Linked DNA regions of Mus musculus: region 1 is linked to region 2. The links are chromatin contacts, called in public Micro-C maps. All regions are on one chromosome and are shown on one strand. Each heading gives the region's core, a stretch centred on a gene start, on an enhancer-like site or on the middle of the called end of the contact. The rest is flanking DNA. Distances are from core to core; before and after follow the strand shown.

Region 1 (5,481 bases), core at 2,665-5,164, 480 kb before region 2:
AACGCCAGAGGTTAATCGCTACCCTGTGGAGCATACGACTCACACACGTGTGCACCTGGATGTACAAGCACACACACACACACACACACACACACACACACACACACAGAGTGAGAATGTGTTGGGGTTTGGTTGTTGCTATGCATTGTAATGCTAAATTCTGTACCTGAAGGTCTAGGCTTATGAGCGAATTCTCACGTTTACCAGCTTTTGTCTTTTTGTTTTGTTTTGTTTTGTTTTGTTTTGTTTTTTCCAGACAGGGTTTCTCTGTGTAGCCAGGAGAAACAGCAAGTATTTGGGGTACACCACTAGGGAGGTAGCCAGGCCAGCAGTTAGAAAACTGGATTAGCCAGGCAGTGGTGGCACATGCCTTTAATCCCAGCACTTGGGATGCAGAGGCAGGCGGATTTCTGAGTTCGAGGCCAGCCTGATCTACAGAGTGAGTCCCAGGACAGCCAGGGCTTCACAGAGAAACCCTGTATAAAAAAAAAAAAAAAAATATATATATATATATATATATATATATATATGGATTAGGGGTGACTCCCAGTAATTGTCAAAGCCAAATAAAATACCCATAGTTTGAGTTTCTGCGTTTCATGTACTTGTTAGCTAGACTGAGGGATAAGTTTAAACTGGTTCGACTACAAGTTCACATTTTGAAAGCATTTATTTTTATCTTATGTGTGTCTGATGGTCGTCCTTAAGTGTATGTACCGTGTGTGCCCAGAAGCCAGAAGAGGCTATCAGACTCCCAGGGACTGGAGTTACAGCTGGTTGTGAGCCACCATGTAGGCGCTGGGAACTGAAGCTGGGTGCTTCCTTAGTAAGAGCAACAAATGTTCTTAATCACCGAGCCGTTTGTCCAGCCTCAGTAATTACCAAATAGTAAGGATCGGGGCTAGAGCTGAGGCTCAGTGATGGAGTGCTTGTGTGGCATGCTCAAGCTCTGGGCTCCATCCTTCACCCGGGGCAGGGGAGGTGTGGGGTGGAAAATCCCCAAGTCTGATTGTGAGGGCGCAGGCCTGCCACCCACGATTCGAATACTCTGTGCGCAGAGAGGCAAGAGCACCACCGTGAGTTTGAGCAAACCTGGGCTATGCAGGAGGCATCAAGTCAGCTTGGGCTCTAGGGCCCCATCTCAAAAACAACAGGGCAGCAGTTTGGTGTGGTGGTGCAGAGCTTTAATTCCAGTGCATAGAAGGCAGAGGCAGGAGAATCTCTGTGAGTTCAAGGACAACCAAGGGCTACATAGAGAAACACTGTCTTAAAAAAATAAAAACATTAAATAAATAAAACTAGTTCTAGGGGGTGTGTTTGTAGGTAAAGGAGCTGGCTGTTAAGGCTGAGGACTTGAGTTTAATCCCTGAGACCCACAAAATAAAGGAGAGAACCAATCCCCACAAACTATCCTTGACTTCCACATCTGTTCCATACCCTCCCCCTCCCACACATATATATACACAGAGTTTTACAAAAACAAAAACAAAAATGAATGAATGAATGAATGAAATAAAGATACTGTGGTGGTTTGAATAGGAATGGCCCTTATAGGTTTATATATTTAATGCTTAGGGAGTGAAATTACGAGATGTGGCCTTGTTGGAGGAAGTGTGCCACTGGGGGTGGGCAATGCTCAAGCTAGGGCCAGTGTCTGTCTGTCTCTCTCCCTCTCTCGGCTGCCTATAGATCCAGATGTAGGACTCTCCGTTCTTCCTCCAGCTCCATGTCTGCCTGCTTACCCCCGTGCTTTTCCCACTGTGATGACAATAGACCAAACCTCTGAGGTGTACGCCAGCCCCAGTTAAATGCTTTCCTTTATAAGAGCTGCTGTGGCCATGGTGTCTGTAAGAATACTAGTATATGTTCACTGAATATCGATTTTGAAATAATTCAAAACTTTAAGCCTGTCTTAGTTAGGGTTTCCATTGCTGAGAAGACATACTGTGACCAAGGCAACTCTTATAAAGGACAACATTTAATTGGGGCTGGCTTACAGGTTTAGAGGTTCAGTCCGTTATCATCATGGTGGGAAGCATGGCAGCATCCAGGCAGACTTGGTGCTGGAGGAGCCAAGAGTTCTACATCTTGATCTGAAAGCAGCCAGGAAAAGACTGCCTTCTAGGCAACTAGGGGGAGGGTCTCAAAGCCCACCCCCACAGTGACACACTTCCTCCAACAAGGCTACACCTACACCAACAAGGCCATTCCCTGGGCCAAGCCTATACAAACCACCACAGTGTCTCTTCACAGCAATAGAGCACTGATTGAGACAGATATGAAGGCAGAGGATATAGCTCAGTAGGGTGTTCCTAACATACTGGTTCAGTCCCCAGTATGGGAACAAACAAAACTGTCAAGTGCTACGGGCAGAGGGCCAACACAGTGGTAGAGAAGTTCCCTCGCATGTGCAATGCCCTGAGTCAATCAATAAGAGCTGGAGAACAGGGCAGAGCTGGCACATGCCTTTAGTTCCAGCATTGGTGAATTCCAGAATTCCAGGCTAGCTGATTCTATAAGACCCTATCTCCAATATCGTGTGTGTGTGTGTGTGTGTGTGTGTGTGTGTATGTATGAAATATAATTTGGCAAAGGGGTACATGGCAAGGCCCATGCCAAGGTGTGGCCCCTGAGTAATTACATCATGCAACAGATCAGGTATAAAGGGGGTTTACTGGGGGAAGGGAAAGGAGTGAGGGTCTGGGAAGACGGGAAGAGGCAGACAAGTGGACATGTAGACAGGCAGGCAGACAGACAGGAAGCAGACAGAGAGCCATGAGGGCAGAGAAGGAAAGAAGAGGTCAAGAGAGAATGCCGGGAACAGAGAAAGACACAGAGAGAGAAAACGGGGAAACTGAAAGGGCTGGGGTGGTAGGCAGTCCATTTATAGGCAGCCCATAACCTAGCAGCCGCAGATGACTTAAGTTGTTGCTAGGTCCCTGAGAGGAGTCTAATGGAATGGTCTGTAAGTTAACACGCCAACACACACACAGTGTTAAAAAATAACTTTCGCTTAGACATGGTAATACGTGCCAAAACTCTAAGCACCCAGGAGGCTGAGACAGAAGGGTCACAAGTTTCAGGTCAGCCCGCAGCTACCCAGCAAGTTCCAAAACAGACTGAGAAACATAGCAAGACTCTGACCAAAAATCAAGAAAGTCCACTCTGATTGCAGTTAAGGGAAGCAGTTTTCAGAGTTGAAATTACCTAATACTGAGGTTAAAGAAATTGTTGTCAAGAAGTTAGGAGCGTCCTCATGGGTACCAGTGTCCATGAGGAGGCCTTGGATCCCTTGGCATCAAACACTGTTTTCAGGAAGCGCACGGGCCAGTTCAGTGGCCTCTCACAGCTGGGTAGCACTTTCTTAGTTCCTACAGAGTTAGTGTTCGGCGGCGGGAGGGGGGTGGGGGGGGTGGGGGGTGGGGGGGGTGGTATCAATTAACAAAGAAATCTGAAACCTTCACAAGCCTCTGTGTACTAAACACTCCAAACATCAGTTTGACCTACTGTCCCGCCATGTCCTTGAGGACTCGCGATTTAAACCGCTTTGGCAGATAAAACAGAGTACGACAGTTCTCTTAAGGCAATGAGCATTTGCCAGGAAAACAACAGGTGGGTATCCCAACCACTTCCAAAAGCATCCTTCGCCTTCCACTGAAATCGGTGAAGCCACTTGAAATAGTGAGCCCGGGAGACCCCATCCCTAGAACCTCTAAGCCTTCTGAAACAGGGCTTCAGATTTTAATGAAGAGCTGAAGTTGGAAATCACTACATGCCACGTCATATCCAGAGAGTCCATCCTTCTGTCTTTACAGTGGCTGCTCATGAATCAAACAGTTCTTCACCTCCCGCAGCAAGACTCTACACCCCAGGTTTCGAGGTGCGTGGTGAAGGGAGGTGTGCTGTGCGCGGCCCCTCGGTAGCGCCCTGGGTCTCCTTATGATTGGCTCTGTGACGATGTGTCTTCCACATCTAGCTCTCTTTGGTCTGAAAGGGAATAAGTGAGTGAATGAATGAATGAATGAATGAATGAATGAGGGTAGGGCAGGAGCCCCTTTGTCTCCTCCTCCTTTTGTCCTGAGGCTATACTGGTGAGTAGGAAAACTGAAAATCCAAATTTTGTTAAAGGTGTGCTGGATCTGTATTCCTATCCCAGGCAAGGCAAAGCCAGCTGAGCCTTCCATTGTTTTGCTGGTTAAAGCTGTTTTAAGTTTTGACACACACACTTCTCCATTAGTCTCCCTTGTTCAGGATCTTTCTGGGACTGACTGGTACTGTAGCCGTTAGTATTCTAATGCTAATTTGGGTCCCCTAAGTTAGTTGACTTGAGAGGGTAACTCCTAGCTTCTGGGAAACTGCCCCAGTTAATTCTGATTGGTAAATAAAGATGCCAGCAGCCAATAGCTGGGGAGAAGAGAGGAAGAGGCAGGATTTAAGGTTCCTGGGCTTGGGACCTGGAGGAAGCAGGAGGGAAGAAGAGAGACTCGCTCTGCCTCAGGAGTGTGCAGAACAGAGACAAGAGCAGCCATGGGGTAGGGAAGCAAGGCGAGCCTTGGGTTCCGGGCCAAGAAAACGTGGCCCAGAGGGCTGACTAATTGGAATTAGGAGCAGCGAAGATGGAGCATAGAGATTAGAAGTAGTAACTCAGAGTTAGGCAGTTGCCCGGCTATTGTGTTATTTAAGGCATATTAAAATATAAAGGCGGTGTGTGTGTCTTTCATCTGGGAACATAAATGGTCTAAGGTGGGAAGGACCTCGCGCCAGGATTTATTAAAAATATTACTATTGGGCTGGAAAGATGGCTCAGCGGTTAAGAGCACTGACTGCTCTTCCAAAGGTCCTGACTGAGTTCAAAATCCCAGTAACCGCTGGGGGGGGGGGGGGGGGCGCACACCTTTAATCCCAGCTCTTGGGAGGCAGAGGCAGGCGGATTTCTGAGTTCGAGGCCAGCCTGGTCTACAGAGTGAGTTCTAGGACAGCCAGGGCTACACAGAAAAATCCTGTCTTAAAAAAAAAAAAAATCCCAGCAACGAGGCTGGAGAGATGGCTCAGTATTTAACAGCACGACTGCTCTTCTGAAGGTCCTGAGTTCAGATCTGACGTCCTCTTCTGGTGTGCCTGACAACAGCTACAGTGTACTTCATAGAATAAATAAATCTTTAAACAATATATTACTACTACAACATACACCAGGTGTAAGAAGTACACATCATCAGAATGTTTGTTGTCCACCTGTTGAAGGGCCAGGCTCTCTGCTATGGACTAGGGATACCAGATAAGTCAAGCCCAGAATGTATGTGGTATCTCTATAGTCCAGGTGGTCTTGAACTTGCTAGGGTACCTAGGCTGGTCTCTAACTCTCTGTCCTAGGATTACCAGCAAGTGCCACCAGGTAGACTCTCCAGGTATTTAATATCCAAGATAAGTGGACCTCAAAACATTTAATTAAATATTATTGTTAAACCAGGCAGTGGTGGTGCA
Region 2 (6,369 bases), core at 3,781-6,280:
CCACTTGTCTTTTTTTTTAATTTTTTTCAAGTTTTATTTATTATATCTAAGTACACTGTAGCTGTCTTTAGACACCCCAGAAGAGGGTGTCAGATCTTATTACAGATGGTTGTGAGCCACCATGTGGGTTGCTGGGATTTGAACTCAGGACCTTTGGAAGAGCAGTCAGTGCTCTTAACCGCTGAGCCATCTCTCCAGCCCCCCCCCCCCCCCCCCCCCCCCCCCGTCTTTTGACTTCCAAATGTATATACATTGTGGCACCCAACACTCTCCACTTAATACATAATTAATGGCTGGTCAGTGGTGGCTCACCTCTTTAATCCCAGCACTTGGGAGGCAGAGGCAGGTGGATTTCTGAGTTCAAGGCCAACCTGGTCTACAGAGTGAGTTCCAGGACAGCTAAGGCTACACGGAGAAACCCTGTCTCGAAAAATCAAAAAACCAAAACCAAACAAACAAAAAAAACTAAAAAAACATAATGTAATATAAAGGTCTATGTACTTTTGCCCAGTGAGCCATTGCACTGATCTCAAATTCTGCCTTGGGAAGATGTGGAGGCTCTCGTCTGTAATCTCAGGAATAGGAAGTTATGTCTATAAGGTTTCTGCAGGTTCAAAACATCAGCACTAGATTGTAAGTTTCAGGAAAGCCTAGGATACAAAATCAAAATCAGAGCTGGAGAGATAGCTCAGCGGTTAAGAGCACTGACTGCTCTTCCAGAGGTCCTGTCCCAGTAACCATGTGGTGACTCATGACCATCTGTAATGGGAACCGATGCCTCCTTCTTGTGTGTCTAAAGACTGCAATCCTATACTCATATAAACAAAGAATAAAATCGCCAGGCATGGTGGCACCCGCCTCTAATCCCAGCACTTGGGAGGTAGAGGCAGGTGGATTTCTGAGTTCCAAGCCAGCCTGATCCAAAGAGTGAGTCAAAAAAAGTCAACTACCCAGGGCTATTGAGATGGAACAGACAGACTTGTGGCCAAGTCTGATGACCATCCATCCCTGAGACCCATGCAGTGGAGTTGGAGAGCTAGCACTCACAAGTTGTCTTCTGACCTCCACCCAGGCACACTTCAAGTCTCCAAACACATGAAGCAGTGTTGAACATTTTTCCCCCTAAACAAGATGATTTATGATTGGGGAAGTGGCTAAGTGGCAGGTTACTTGCTTAAGGTGCCAGCAATACTGCAAAAGAGAAACCAGAAAGATCCGGTAAAATGTAACAATGAAACGATAATTTGAAGTTACTTAAAAGTATCAAATTGTAGCAGAGCTCACGGGATCAATGTAAGCAAGACCAACCTGGTGTGTATAGGGAATTCAGGCCAGTTACCACTACAAAGGGAGACTGTCTCAAAAACTAAAATAAAAATACAAAAGCCCCAAACAGCCGGGCAGTGGTGGCACACACCTTTAATTCCTGCACTTGAGAGGTAGAGGCAGGCAGATTTTTGAGTTCAAGGGCAGCCTGGTCTGCAGAATGAGTTCCAGGACAGGCAGGGCTACACAGAGAAACTCTGTCTTGAAACAAAACAAAACAAAATAAAACAAAATAAATGAAGCCCCAAACAACAACACCACCCAAAAAAAAAAAAATCTTATGGATTGGGCTAGGGATAGAGCTCATATACCAAATAAAGCAGACAAATAAGGTCTGTAGTAAATTTTGAGAGTAAACATGGCATATGTGCCTTGAAAAGTAAGATCTGAGTTTGATTCCTACTATACACATGGTGATGGCTAGGTACGGTATTAAAGCCTTGTAAGAACAGTAATACACTGCTGGGCCTGGTGTTGCATGCCTTTTATCCCAGCACTTGGGAGGCAGAGGCAGGTGGATTTCTGAGGCCAGCCTGGTCTGCAGAGTGAGTTCCAAGACAGCCAGAACTATACAGAGAAAAACCCTGTCTCGAAAAACAAAGAACAATAATTACACATGGCAGGAAAATATCACTTAGTTCTGTAATCTGAGCTTCTCTGGAGTCTTTTTTTTGTTTTGTTTTTGTTTTTGAAGACAGGGTTTCTCTGTTTAGCTCTGGCTGTCCTGTAGACCAGGTTGTCCTCGAACTCAGAAATCTGCCTGCCTCTGCTGCCCAAGTGCTGGGATTAAAGGTGTGTGCCACCATGCCTGGCTTTTTCTTCTTTCTTTCTTTCTTTCCTTCCTTCCTTCCTTCCTTCCTTCTTTCTTTCTTTCTTTCTTTCTTTCTTTCTTTCTTTCTTTCTTTCTTTCTTTCTTTCTTTCTTTCTCATTTGTTATGTAAGTGCATTGTAGTTGTCTTCAGACAGGCCAGAAGACAGCATCAGATCTCATTATGGTGGTTGTGAGCCATGTTGGGATTTGAACTCAGGACCTGGGAAATAACAGTCAGTGCTCTTAGCCACTGAGCCATTTCGCCTGCCCAAAGACCTGAGTTTCTTTCTTTCTTTTCTTTTATAATTAATTAATTAATTAATTAATTATATGTAAGTACACCATAGCTGTCCTCATACACTCCAGAAGAGGGAGTCAGATCTCATTTCAGATGGTTGTGAGCCACCATGTGGTTGCTGGGATTTGAACTCAGGACTTTAGGAAGAGCAGTGGGCACTCTTAACCGCTGAGCCATCTCACCAGCCCCAAGACCTGAGTTTCTTAAAGGGGTCATGGAACAGTCCCTGGCAGACAAGACTGATATGCTACACAGTTGCCAGTGGCAAATTGCTTGATGGGTTGAGGAAAAGTCCACAAACCTGGACACAGAACTAACTATTCACTGCTGAGGTGGTGTGAGCAGAGAAATAAAAATATGTTGTTTGTTTCCTTCATATGACTAGAAAACATCAGAAAAATCCCAGCTCCTGATAAGCTATTGTAAATGGAGTAGTAACTGCCTTGCATGCTATTATCTCTGGAGACATTGCCTTTAGTACCAGTCCTGCTTCGTCCTTTTTTGAGTCCTTGCATTAAGCCTTGCCTTCCTGTGAATTTTTGTATTCTCCTGTTCTCTTAAATTTGTGCTTATGCCAAATTGTGGGAGTGAGTTCTCGACACCCTGATGTGTGGATTTCAAGGATCAAACTCAGATCTGTAGGCTTGGCCAGAGGTACTGATAATCTGTCCCATTTCAAAGGCCCGACTTTATCTTTTTTTTCTTTTTTAAAAATTAAATTTATTAGAGGCAGGTGGATTTCTGAGTTCGAGGACAGCTTTGGTCTACAAAGCAAGTTTCAGGACAGCCAGATATACAAAGAAACCCTGTCTCAAAAAAAAAAAAAAAAAAAAAAAAAAAAACCAAAAATTATTTACATTCCAAATGTTGCCTCCCAAAGGCCCAACTTGAAAAGAATTTTTTTTGTTGTTTGTTTTTTGAGAAAAGAAAATTTTAAGTCCGGCATGGTGGCAGAAGCCTTTAATCCCAGCACTCGGGAGGCAGAGACAGGTGGACAGGGGTGTTGGGGCTGGAGAGATGGCTCAGTGGTTAAGAACATTTACTGCTCTTCCAAAGGTCCTGAGTTCAATTCCCAGCAACCACATAGTGTGGCTCACAACTTTTGTAACAGGATCAGATGCCCTCTTCTGGTGTGTCTGAAGACAGCTCTAGTGTACTTGTCATATATATAAAATAAATAAATAAAATCTTAAAAAACTATTACAGGGTCTCACTCTATTAAGGCTGGCTGGGAAAAGAGATGTTTGCCTGGTTTTGCTAGAGTGTTTTGTCTTATTTGTCTAAAAACTTATCTGTCAATATTTCTCGCACTTTATAGGTATGGGAAGGAGAATCAGTTCAAGGTCAAAATCTAATAGAGAAAGGGAATGAAAGAAAAATAAAGAAAAAAAGAGAGAGCCAGGTTTGCTTTTTTCTATTGCAAAGATTAAATTGAGGCCTCAGTCTTCACCTCTGAGCAGAACTCAGCTAGAAGTGCATTTCTGACCTCCAATCAGGTTACTTTATAATCCCAGCACTGGAAAGGCTGTGGCTGGAAGATTCCTGCCTTTGAGGGCAGCCTGGGCTACACAGAGACTTTTAAAAGCTAAACAAACAAACCCGTTATAGCTGGTACCTAGTTAAGAATACATTTAAAGGATTTATTTAGGGTGTAAGCTTGACAGTTTGGGACTATTTCTCCGAACAATCTAGGGACATTTATTTGTTTTATTTTGTTTTGTTTTTTTGAGACAGGATTTCTCTGTATAGCCCTGGCTGTCCTAGAACTCACTTTGTAAACCAGACTGGCCTATAATTCAGAAATCCACTTGCCTCTGCCCCCCAAGTCCTGGGATTAAAGGCATCTGCTAGGCTATCGAGGGACATTTATATACCACAGTTCAGGTATGGAATTGGGGGAGTGGAGTGTAAAGCCACAAGCCAGTTTTCTCCCTTCCACCTGAAGCAGTAGATTTCCTTGTCTAAGGGCAGACTTCTGGAAGAAGAGAAAGCTATCTTACCTTGGGATATGCCTAGTTAAAGTCAAGCCTGAACCTCATGGCAGGAATTTCTCTCTTACTGTATTTCCATTTCCTATAAAGTGATTATGATCACTAATGAGTCCGCAGTCAATGGCTAATCAAAATAAAGATGTAGGGAAAAAATCAAAGCTAATTTGATTTCTCTTTGGTCTTGAAGTTGGTTTGACACCTCTAGGATGTCACCTGGATGACCCGACTCGCTTCTGGAAACATTCGTTTTCGAGATACCTTTACTCCCATCTGATTAGAGATACTCTGACTCCCATCACTGAAAGAGATGGTGACCTGTAGATTTCAACACTCCTTTGACCTAAGAAAAAAGGGGAGGGAGCGCGGGCGGAATTTCAGGAAAGCCTAGGAAGGAGTGGACAGGAGAAGGGTCGAGAGGAGTCCGGCTCCGATTTGGGAAAATCCAGCTCGCATTTTGCCTCTCGCTCAGCGGTACAGGGTCCAGCAAAGGCTGTGCCCCAGCTACACTCCTAGAGGTCTGTACTGGGGAGACACCGCTGCTCTGGGGGGGGGCGAGGGCTGACCTGGCTGGGAGTACCCGCGCACTCCGCTCGTGGAACACTGCACTCTGCAACTGGTTTGTACAATCCCGGGGTCTGTATTCGCCCCTGGACGTCCTCTCCCTCCCTGGTCATGTACCTCTACCTGCCTCTTCTACGGGAACATTCGCGGAGCAGCTCCCCAACCCGGGTGCTCGGGCCCTGACCGTGCCGGATGGTAAGTGTCCATCCTAGGCCCGCCTGAACTCCTTGGCGCGTGCCGGAGCCTCAGGCTCCAAAGTTGCACGGACCAAGACCCGCTGGAAAGTTTGTCCAAGGATTGGTGCAGGCTTCTAGCAGGGGTGACCCGCGCTGCCCTGGGATCCAGAGGCAGTTTAGGGTGAGCTGGGGCGGCAGCAAAGAGCCGGGGAGTTGGGAGAGGGTACTACTCCGTGGCGGGACGGAGCTGGGGGGCGGATCTCGATCGGGCTAGGACTTTGCACGCCGCGATGCTTGGTGATGACTCGTGCGAGTCAACTCCGCGCCACGACCCCCTATCCCGGGCCGCTCCGGGTCTTTCGTGGCGGGTGACTAACAATGCTCGCGGGGGACCTTACAGCGCTCCCCAGAAAGTTTAGTTAGCCCTGGCTAGGATCGGTTCGCATGGGGACCTCCAGACTTGGCATCAACTGGAGATCCTGTAGGGGAAACGCATGTATGGCCTCTGGGAGGTCCCCAGACAGGAGTTCTTAGAAAGTCTGGGAGTCTGCCTGTAGGGAGGCGATAGCTTTTGCCAGCGAGGAGTGGGGAGCGCGAGCTGTCGGGTTCAGAAGTGTCTCACGCGTTTGAGACGTACCCCATCCTTCGCGGATGAACCCTAGAAAGGGGTTGCTGGGAGCCACTTCGGGAGTGCAGGGGACCTGGAGGTCTGGGAAAGGCTGGTCCGGAATTGGGAGGTTCAAGAAGAAGCAAGAAAGTAGGATATGTTGCCAGCGCCGAAACGCAAGTTTTTGGAATGCTACTGACTGGTTCTGGGATCCTGGAGAGGGGATTGAGGGCGTACGTGTGCTCGCAGCGGCAGAGTGAGTGCCTAAGACTTATCGTGCTGCACGTGAGCTCCGGGAGCTCGCGGTCCCTGCCTGGGCTGAAGAGACCACCGCCTACTCCGCGGGGTAGGGAAGCAAATCTTCCTTTTTCCGGAGGGGTGTGCTCGCCTATGATTATTCCAGCGCTGGGTTGGTAAAGGCATAGAGATCTCCGTGAGTTTCAGGGCAGCTAGGGCTGCATGGTGAGACCAGTCTGAAAAAGCAACTTCCCCTTTCTCTTACTCTCTCCTTCACCTCCAGTGTTCGCCCATTAATCCACAGGAATGAGTCAGGAAAGAAGTGTCCGGCTCCAGTTGCCCTTTGGGAACTGAACTGGGTA

Evidence for each region. A called contact is a pair of places that touch in the nucleus more often than the background predicts.
Region 1: a contact with region 2 is called in a Micro-C map of embryonic stem cells, with 9 times the contacts expected there. The contact joins the enhancer-like site here to the promoter of Tet1 in region 2. A contact is called at or near these places in 10 of 39 promoter capture datasets (the C10 cell line, the HPC-7 cell line, HPC-7-derived erythroid cells and 6 more), 2 of 484 Hi-C or Micro-C datasets (the N1E-115 cell line and embryonic stem cells), 4 of 115 datasets of contacts at active chromatin or transcription factors (all in embryonic stem cells) and 1 of 9 other capture datasets (liver).

What each region holds. Positions count from the first base shown.
Region 1 is chr10:63,365,129-63,370,609 of GRCm38.p6, reverse strand. No RefSeq gene overlaps it. Among named protein-coding and RNA genes, the nearest start is that of Dnajc12, 19 kb to the left of the region's middle. Within about 2 kb of position 3,914, at least 14 of the 459 cell types and tissues checked have an H3K27ac peak or open chromatin away from gene starts, as enhancers often do. A contact at or near this core is called in embryonic stem cells, where this site is marked.
Region 2 is chr10:62,885,985-62,892,353 of GRCm38.p6, reverse strand. Tet1 (tet methylcytosine dioxygenase 1) reads left to right here and starts at 5,030. Exons shown (of 13, transcript NM_001253857.2): 1 at 5,030-5,182. The region is part of intron 2 of Gm51805 (a long non-coding RNA gene); the gene reads right to left. RefSeq lists a cis regulatory region at 1-597.